Regions from separate parts of the Capsicum annuum genome. Here region 1 is linked to region 2. The links are chromatin contacts, called in public Hi-C maps. All regions are on one chromosome and are shown on one strand. The core of a region is the stretch at or near the end of the contact, and the rest is flanking DNA. Distances in the headings are between cores, read along the strand shown.

Region 1 (5,382 bases), core at 688-3,187, 160 kb before region 2:
TATAATAATAATATATAATATATATATGTATAATATAATATAATTTTTTAATTTTCTATTTCTGTTTTATACTCCTTATCTTACTACTACTATTACTACTCCTATTGCTGCTGCTGCTACTACTACTATTACTACTACTACTAATATTACTGTTGCTGCTGCAGCTGCTGCTATTGCTGCTGCTACTATTACTGTTGCTGCTATTACTGCTGCTATTCCTACTACTGCTGCTGCTTCTACTACTACTACTCCTACTAATACTACTACTGTTGTTACTACTGCTGCTGCTGCTATTATTATTATTATTAATTTTTTTTACTATTACTATTACTATTATTATTATTATTATTATTATTATTATTATTACTATTACATTATTACTACTATCAAGGGTATTTCGGTAATTTTAGTCACCCAACCTTCACTTATATATAGTAGTAAATAAAATAGATACATACATCGATTTTAAAATATTTATTGCATCATAAAATTATCGAAATACCTTTGGTAGTCATTTAATAAGGAACAAAAAGATATTTATAAAAAATTACTATCATTATAATTCAATTACAAAGGTCTAAATAAAAATATTATTAAAATAATACATGAGGACAAAACTAATAAATATAATAAAAAAATAATATGCATGTGTAACCATTTTATTGCACCATAAAAATGACGACAAAACTAATAAATATAAGAAAAACAATATGCATATGTAACCATTTTATTGCACTATAAAATTATCGAAATACCCCTGGGGTATAAAAAAAAAGTAATTTAATAAGAAATAAAAAGATATTTATAAAAAATTACTATCATGTATAATTCAATTACAAAGGTCTAAATAAAAATGTTATTAAAATGTGAGGACAAAACTAATAAATATAAGAAAAAAAACAATATGCATGTGTAACTATTTTATTGCATCATAAAAATGAGGATAAAACTAATAAATTACTATTACTACTATATATAATTGAAAGTTGGGGTGACTATCAAAGGTATTTCGGTAATTTTAGTCACCCCAACCTTCACTTATATATAGTAATAAATAAAATGGTTACAAATGCATGTGATTTTTTTTGTTAGATTTATTAGTTTTGTCCTTATTTTTATAGTGTAATAAAATGGTTACACAAGTATATTATTTTTTACTACTATATATAAGTGAAGGTTGGGGTGACTACCAAGGGTATTTCGATAATTTTAGCCACCTCAACCTTCACTTATATATAGTATTAAATAAAATGGTTACCTATACATGAGTTTTTTTCCTTATATTTATTTATTTTATCCTTATTTTTATGATGCAATAAAATGGTTACACATGTATATTATTTTTTTCTTATCTTTATTAGTTTTGTACTCATGTATCATTTTAATAATATTTTTATTTAGACCTTTGTAATTGAATTTTACATGATAGTATTTTTTTATAAATATCGTTTTGTTCCTTATTAAATGACTATACTGAATGTATATATTATGTTAACATCGGTTCATTGTACTACATTTCTTTTCTTTTACTCCTATACTAAACAATTAAATAAGTAGAAAATAATCTTCCCCAAAGTTGAATCTCTTTTACACATTAGTGTTGTCAAAATGCCCGTGCCTTACATGGATAGAGGTTTCTAGTACTCACCTAAACGAGCCCATATATTAATTAATAATGAGAAAATAGTAGTTTACATATATGTATACATATGACTACCTCCGTCTCATAATGTCATGTTTTTTTAAGAATGTTACCTAGAATAACTAAAAAAAATAAATAAATTTTGCTCTAAAATTTCTTTTATATTCTTAATAAAATAATTTGCAATCACACAAATATCCAAGATTATTTCAGATCATAAATTTTAAATTTTATTTTTCTTAAATAATAAGTCAAATCAAAGTATATTAGGTAAAATGAGATAAAAGGATAATAAGATAGCAATTTTATTATATGTATGAAAATTACCAGAAAGGGAAAGCTCTTTGCAACTACCATATCATTGATGTGAATTTTAGTTTGGAATTTTCGGCCTTGACGATAGAATGGGTGCGCCGGGGCTCCATAACTTGTAGATAAGCCAACAAAATAAGAGAAAGTCCACTTGTCCCTATCCACATCGATCATTATATTCTTCCCTTCTTCCATTCTCCTTAAGCAGATTAGAGAAAGAATGATGGATGGCATAGTGGCGGTGCCATATGATGCTACGGTACGTTTGATGCTGTCTTTGCTGGAGCGCAACCTCTTGCCAGATGCCGTTATACGACGCCTCACAAGACTGCTCTTAGCTACCCGACTTCGCTCTGGTTACAACCCATCAGCCGAGCTTCAGCTCTCTCATCTTCTCCACTTTGTACATTGTACGCACTACTGATCTCTAAACCTCTTCTTTTTTAGCACGACATTGAGTAAATATCAAACTTAGTAAAGTGTATGTAATTCGTATCACTATCACACAGGTGTTTTCCATAAATTCCTTTCAGTTTTCTTGGAAATTTTCATAACTTAGGAGAGATTTTTTACTTTTTTTTTAAAAATATTCTTAATATTAAATAACTCTATTATAGAGTATTAAAAATCAAATTTAAAGTTCTAATTCATTATTAATGATTGTTAAGAGCTGTGTCAAATTAACATAAGCCGAAGTAAAACAATTGAAAATCCTGATATACGAAAGTAAAATAAACTAGTTTTTTTTTTTCCCACCCAAAATCCTGTGGCAAGTTACAAAAATTCAGCTATCATTGCTTCTCTCTAGATATGATCCTTATCTTAATGTGATGTGCTAGCTAGGTACTTGACGCAATATGCCATTCATTATTGATTTTTACTGCCCTTAGTTTTGAAAATAATTTTAAAAAGAATATTTCTTTTTAACAACACTTTAAATTTTGCTTTTCAATATTAAAAAATATCTATTATATAAAAAATATCCATTGCTTTTCATGGATTTACTTTTTTACCCCATTCTTTACTATATTACACCCTAATTGTTCTGTGATTTATTATATTATTCCTAATTAATTATTATAAGTCATTTATATATTAGAATTAATAATATTTTTTTATTATATTGCCCCTAATTAATTATTATAAGTCATTTATAGAAAATTAATAATATTTAATTAAAAAAAATATATTTATAATGTTTGTTTCAACTGCTTTAACCGTGATTTTACTATATCATCCCTAATTAATTATTATAAGTCATTTATGTATTGAAAAATTAATAATATTTTATTCAAAAAATTAAATTACTAAATTACCCCCTATCATTTACCATATTACCCCTAATTGCTCTGTAATTTACTATATTATCCCTAATTAATTATTATAAGTCATTTATATATTAGAATTAATAATATTTTTTTATTATATTATCCCTAATTAATTATTATCAGTCATTTATATATTAGAATTAATAATATTTAATTAAAAAATAGATATTTATGACATTTGTTTCAGCTGTTTTAATCGTGATTTTACTATATCATCCCTAATTAATCATTATAAGCCATTTATATATTAAAAAATTAATAATATTTAATTAAAAAATAGATGACATGTCTGCCTGCACTGGTTTCAACCAGTGCTTCGTCATTTACTATATTATCCCTAATTGCTACGTGATTTACTATATTACCCATAATTAATTATTATAAGTCATTTATATATTAGAATTAATATATTTAATTAAAAACTAGAAATTTATAACGTTTGTTTCAGCTGCTTTAATCGTGATTTTACTATATCATCTCTAATTAATTATTACAAGTCATTTATGTAATAAAAAATTAATAATATTTAATTAAAAATAGATGATCTGTCTGCCTATATTACCCCTAATTGCTCCGTAATTTACTATATTACCACTAATTAATTATTATAAATCACTTATATATTAGAATTAATAATATTTTTTTACTATATTATCCCTAATTAATTATTATAAGTCATTTGATTTCGACCACTGCTTCATCATTTACTATATTACCCTTAATTGCTCCATAATTTATATATTACCCCTAATTAATTATTATAAGTCATTGATATATTAGAATTAATAATATTTTTTAATTATATTATCCCTAATTAATTATTATAAGTCATTTATGTATTAAAAAATTAATAATATTTAATTAAAAATAGATGACATGACTGCCTATATTATCCCTAATTGCTCCGTGATTTACTATATTAGCCCTAATTAATTATTATAAGTCATTTATGCATTATAAATAATAATATTTTTTACTATATTACCCCTAATTAATTATTATAAGTCATTTATATATCAGAATTAATAATATTTAATTAAATCAATGTACATTTATGTTTGTATCTCATCAATATCAAATTTTAGTGCTAAAAAATATTTATAGTGTTGGGCCTGTGCTGACACAGGCCATACACCTCTAGTTTTAATTTATTTGACAGAATTTAGTTTAAAGCCATAAAATTGTCATAAAATTAAAAAAATTTCTTTATTTTTTTAAATTTTTATGTCAAATTAAAATAAATTATTCTTTTAAGAGAAAGTAAAACAAATTGACAATCATTTATCAATTTCAACGGTGTAGAAAACTCTATCTCGATGACATGATAATATTGATTTGATAAATCACTTACAGTAATTTATTTACAGAGTGGTTATAGTCAAAAGAAAAAAAGAAAACTAAAGGAGTAATTACCTAAACTTCCTCTCAAGTTTGATTAATTTTTACATACCTTATTTTTTTTACTATGCTTAGCTTTCTTATATTAGTTTCTTTTATAATAAATGTTTAACCTATAATATTGATATAAAAAAACAATATATGATTTAACTTATTTGTCCTTTATGATATTTTCTTTTGTTAAATTGATTTTGTAAGAATTTCTTTTCAAGAGAAACGTATTTTTTACAATTTCTAAGAAAACAATCCATATATATACTATTTAGTATACAAATTTCTAAGAAAACAACTGTGTATACTTTTGAAGTGTTGAAAAAAATTGAAGAATTGTTTGAACCACAAATAGCATACAATTTAGTATACTAGTAGACCTGATTTAGGTTTATTTTTAACAAATAGTATGTTCATATATTTTTTATTTAAGTTTATTCAACGTAATATATTATTTGGTATACCGATATAATTTTGGGTATTGTGTTGTATACTAATTACAATGAACACTGTGACTATTGGTATGTTAACTCATATTCATAATATACCAAATATATTTTGTGCTAATATTTAATATTGAACGATTGAGTCCTTTTTCATTTTCAGTATGTACTAGTGTATCTATATATCTTAATAGTATACATAATATATTACAGATATATATAATGTTATTCTTTTTTATTTTGACAATTATATCGTGCCAATATTATT
Region 2 (5,340 bases), core at 2,512-5,011:
GCAATGCAACTTTGTTTTTTCTGATTAGAAAGATGATTGATCATTTCTTGTCTTTGTTGCTGCATTTTAAAAAATTCAAGAAGTTTCATTACATCAATTTTTAAAAGTCACTTTCCATTTTAAATAGAGCCTTGATACATATGTGGAAAAGAGACCTGCCAAAGAGCCTTCTTCGACAAAGACATCAAGATAGATTAGTATGATGTCTTCTCTTGTGCCTCAATGAATCAAATTTGATTCAAGTGACCACATTATTTTGGATCATGACCCATTATGTACACGCATGTTAAACTTAGAATCACATTTAGAACGTGAAAAAGGCAAAATTGTCAATATGGTAGTAGCCAAACATGAGCCATTAGTTTTGGAACTAAACTAAATTTTCCTAGAAACCCATTTCTTAGTGTAACTTACTTATTTTAAGGGTATATATGGCATCATAAATGTTAAACCCCATTTCCGCTCTTATTGCCAAGTTTCAAAGATCCATGTTTACTGGAACCCATCAGAACCACTTCTAAACATTCACATTTGTTAAAATGTATTACCCAAAAGCTGCACCATATAGGTCATCCATGCTTTTGCTAAATGTCCCACATTCAAACCTCAGAGTGAGCTGATTAGAGGTCCTTTCAGTTTGTTCAACTGTTCAAGGGCGCTATGGACTAGTCAGTAAAGGTTGGTGGAACGAATTGTTGTTTCTAATATAGTTTTTGGAAATCCTGATCTTGTCAACTAGCAATTAGTGTTAAGTCCAAGATTTATTTTCATAATGTGATATTAGACCACACCCATCTCAATACTGGGATTGAACCTCCCGTGTTATACTATCCACGAACCTGATGTCCAACATAGGACATGCAGGGGATGTAAGATATCCCACATCGGTAGATGAAATAGGTTATTATCTTCTTATATGGTCTTTGCAATCCTCACATGAGCTAACTTTTTGGGTTGAGTAGAACCAAGGTCCATTTCCTAAACAACTTTCAGCACATAAAATGCCTTATCATTATCCCAACAGATAATTGATAATCCAAGGTTCAGGGAAGAATTACGGGACTGCAGTACTATAGTTGGTCCTATTGCATTGTCCTTCTCAATCAAGATTACACTGTGTTAAAGCAAATTTTCTTTTCCTTGTCGGATTGTTGATCACTATAATTAAAGAACGATTCTTGACTCTTCTTGGACTTAAGAGGCACCTATAAATACTTCCAACTTCCATGAGAAACTCATGGATTACTATCATCCACATGTCAGATAGTAGATTACCGTAGTAGATTGTGATAGGAAGTCAGATATGATTAGTGGGACAACATAGCTAGCTTTAAACAGTGGCTAAGTTTTAGTGAGGATATTTGGGTTCATTCCGCAACACAATCAGCTATGTTTTAGCTTATGATTACAGGTTACCTCATCCAGACATGTTCTTAGCAAGTTAGGGCGAATACTATTCACCTCTGTGACAAGAAATCAATTGATGCGTTAGGCCAAAATTAAGATTCTATACAAAGGTGTTTAACTGGACAAGGTGTTCAATATGTTGGATCAACTTATATATAACCAAAGTAGAAGACAATACTAACGTGAAGATTAAAAAGTTAGCTTGATGAATATAAATGGACTGTCAAATATTTAGAATGCCCCGGAATATAAGGAATGTCATATAAATTGAAACAAAAGGAGAACTACCTCACCCACCATACAGAAGGAATTTAAATACAAATAGTGGGGCTTATCGATGGCAAAGAAATTGTACGTGTCTAATGGATCAGAGAAGGTAGAGTTCCCCTATTCAAGCTAAAGTTGACTGTTGTTCTTATACAGTTCGAACTATCTACGGAGTATTGGGCATCAAAATTTGGATATGTCTAGACAAGAAAGAGTTTTACAACCTTGACCCGTTTGTGGTGGAAACCCCAAGGACAACAACATACCCAGTGTGAACAAGTGGGGTCTAGGGAGGATAGAGTGTACGCAGACCTTAACCCTACCTCATAGAGATAGAAAGGTTGTTTCCAATAGACCCTCGGCTTAAATTAAGGAATTTCCAAGTAGTTTGAAAAAGAGAATACAGACATGAGAGCAATAACAACAATGAAATAACGTGAAATGGAGCAACACAAAACATACAATGGAAAGAACAATTTTGCCAACAAAATAATGCGATAATCGAAGCACAAAAACACAAGTGATAATTGAAATCGAAGAACACGAAACTACGAGACTAGTGCTGATATCACTAGTAAGAAAGAAGGTCCAAGTACTACCACCAATCCTATCATGCACGAAAATGAGAGAACACTCAACTACCAACTAAACTTCCATCCTAATCCGCAATCTCCAAACCCTCCTATTTAAGCACATGACCTCGGACCTCGGCAAGCTCAAGATGTGTCCTGTCCTGCTAATCACCTCATCCAAATACTTTATAGTCACTCACGAAAGGTTTGGAACCTTTAGTACTACATTCCATGTTTGAGACACTAAACTACTCATGTACACTCCAACCTACCTCCTTAGGACTTAGCTCTGAAGAAGAATTTCTAGGTAGACGATCAACTTGCCCTACCCACCCACCCAACCCCAACAACCATAAGTGACTACGCTATTTGAGTTCAAATATAACACATTTCAACAATTGAAACAAAAAGAATTACTAGAAACCCAATTGAAATTTACATCATTTACCTGCGGCATTTGCCAAGCACTTGGTATATCAAGCCTTGAAGCAGCAAAAATCTGCACAATTTTACATTTAAATTTTTGAGAAAAAGAGAGTTCAATCAAAGAGAAAACAAATACTCCCTCTGTCCCAAGCTACGTGTCACATTTGAAATTTCAAAATTTAAATTTCTAGACTTAGAGAATGAATTCAAGTTTCTTGAAATAAAATTTATACATTCGAAACTATAAAGAAATTTCAGTCAAAGAAAAACAGGATCCTCGAAATTACTCGTGAAATTTCAACTGTGCTACTTCAATGACTCAAAATTCCAAGTGGGCAACATAAGTGACTTGAAATTTCATTATTTCAATTGTGCCACGGAAATGACACTCGAAATTTCAAGTGCATCACGCGAATGACTCTCCAAATTCAAACTGTGCCACATAAATGACACTCGAAATTTCAACTGTGCCACATAAATAAACTAACAAAAATTCCAATGGTGCCACGTAAATGGCTCGAAATTCCACATGTGCCAAGTAAATCAATCTCTAAATTCTAACTGTGGGAGTACTAAATAGCATACATAAATTTGGTTGATTCTTAAAATTTCAACTATGCCACAGTATATGACTTTCGAAATTTCAACTATGCCACATAAGTGACTCTGAAATACCAATTATGTCAGGTAAATTGGGACAGAGAGAGTACTATACTAACATACATAGATTGCTTTATTAAATGAGGAAAGAGAAGAGACCTTTTTATTGGAAGGGTTCATAAGACAAATGCCGACGTTTCTTCTGTAACCTTCTGGTGGATTTTCCATTGATGATGATGATGGCGACTGTGATGACAGTGAAGCAAACGAAACTGTTTTGCAACGAAGGAGTGGCAAAGCGGTAATTTGGTGGGATTTAGGAGGGTAATATGGGGAAGGAATTGAGGTATTGAGTTGCAATGGAAAACGAGGTAGTGGAAAGGTAGAGATGATGGATCGACAAAATAATGCCATTTAACATATTCCCAAAAACATTGTATTTGGGTACCAATTGGCAATTGGTTTATATTCACTTGCAAAAGTCAAATATATTCAATTGGCAATTGGCAATTGGCAATTTAGTTACTTTATATTTTTATTTATTTTAATTTTTATTTGGTGTCCAAAATTCATATTGAAACTCAATTAATTCAACACTCAAACTCAAAACTCTGGATTAACGGAGGAGTAGTTCTGTCCACCGCACCATATTCTTTGATAGTTTATATTTTTATTGCAAAAGTACATCTCATTATATATTTGACTTAAATATATCCTACAAATAATAAAATAACTCAAAAATACTCTTTTTTTATTGCTCCAAAACAAGAAGAAATATCCAATTTTGTCCTTAAATTATGCAAAATATGATAATTTTGCCCTCCATTTAAAGTTTAGGACAAGCACTCTAAATTGTAAGAACTTACGATGTGTTTGGAAGCCTTCAGCCAAACAAGTATGTTACAGAGAGCAAAAAATTATAGTGAAGATTATGAAATTAATTGAACTATTTTAAATGACAATTTTTACATAATGTCAACTTATATTATATAATTTAATTACCTGCAGTAATTTCTCAACTGAATGTTTATTCAATTATTTCCTTTCTAAAAGATTATACTGGTGGTCGATTAAAATTTGCTATGAGGTTACAGTAAGTTATATAACATACCAAAGATATAATTGATTTGATTTATTTTATCATATCATTCTTAAAAGTAGTAAAATAGATTTTTAATAATTATGTAAGAAAAAGTTTGTTATATGTTTAGAAATAAAAGCTCATACAAGTAATCGAGGAAAAAATAGTTAAAAGTTGCAATATTATCTTTTGGGTTGCCGAACCACCCACAATAGTTGTTGGGTCAGGGCGGAAGACAAACATATCAATGATGCTCTTTTCACTATTTGTGGTAATAACAAATAAAATCAAAGGCAACTTCATAAGGAAGTTAAGAAGTTTTGTCATACAAAAAACTCTTAGAGATAGAAGGACCAACCTCTCTCTAAACTCCCATCCTTGTTATCCCTTTCTCGGAGCATGACAAACCCTCCAAATCCAAACTCTTCCCCACCAGAACCCCCCGATCTATGAGATGGTCTTATAGCTATCGACCCCCTAACCAGATCTCCTTTAGCGACATTGTTACAGGGAGTATTCCTCATATCGCTAATCTTATACCCCTAATGGCCTCTGAATCCTCAGGCAACCTGTTGAATAACCTTGACGGAACAATTCATCTCTCGGCAGAGGATCATCAACGCCTCTATGCCTCTTAGAGATTCTCGGTAATAATTAAACTAGTGGGCAGAAAGCTCAACCATTAATACTTAAAAAAGAAGCTCACCAACCTATGGAAGATAGTAGAAAACTTCTCTCTTATCGATCTAGGTCTAGAGTACTTCATAGTCAAATTCTCAGAGGAACTCTAACAGAAGAGAGTTACCCAAGATGGACCCTGGTTTATTGCTGGATCTTATTTATCTATTCGACTTTAGGAACCTAATTTCGTTCCTACATAATCTCAAATTGAAACTACCGCGATATGGGTAAGATTGCCCAATTTCCAACGAAGTTCTACGATACCATGCTACTGGAAAGAGTTGGCATCGAGAAATTGCTAAAATT

Evidence for each region. Hi-C and Micro-C count contacts between places; a contact is called where the count stands out from the background.
Region 1: a contact with region 2 is called in a Hi-C map of bud, with 4 times the contacts expected there. The contact joins the promoter of LOC107851996 here to the promoter of LOC107851995 in region 2. A contact is called at or near these places in 3 of 5 Hi-C or Micro-C datasets (bud, leaf and placenta).

The regions. Positions count from the first base shown.
Region 1 is chr12:24,273,434-24,278,815 of UCD10Xv1.1, reverse strand. LOC107851996 ((S)-coclaurine N-methyltransferase) reads left to right here and starts at 1,937. Exons shown (of 8, transcript XM_016697042.2): 1 at 1,937-2,364. The coding sequence starts at 2,175.
Region 2 is chr12:24,117,626-24,122,965 of UCD10Xv1.1, reverse strand. LOC107851995 (nudix hydrolase 26, chloroplastic) reads right to left here and starts at 3,761. Exons shown (of 7, transcript XM_016697040.2): 1 at 3,432-3,761; 2 at 2,695-2,745. The coding sequence starts at 3,686.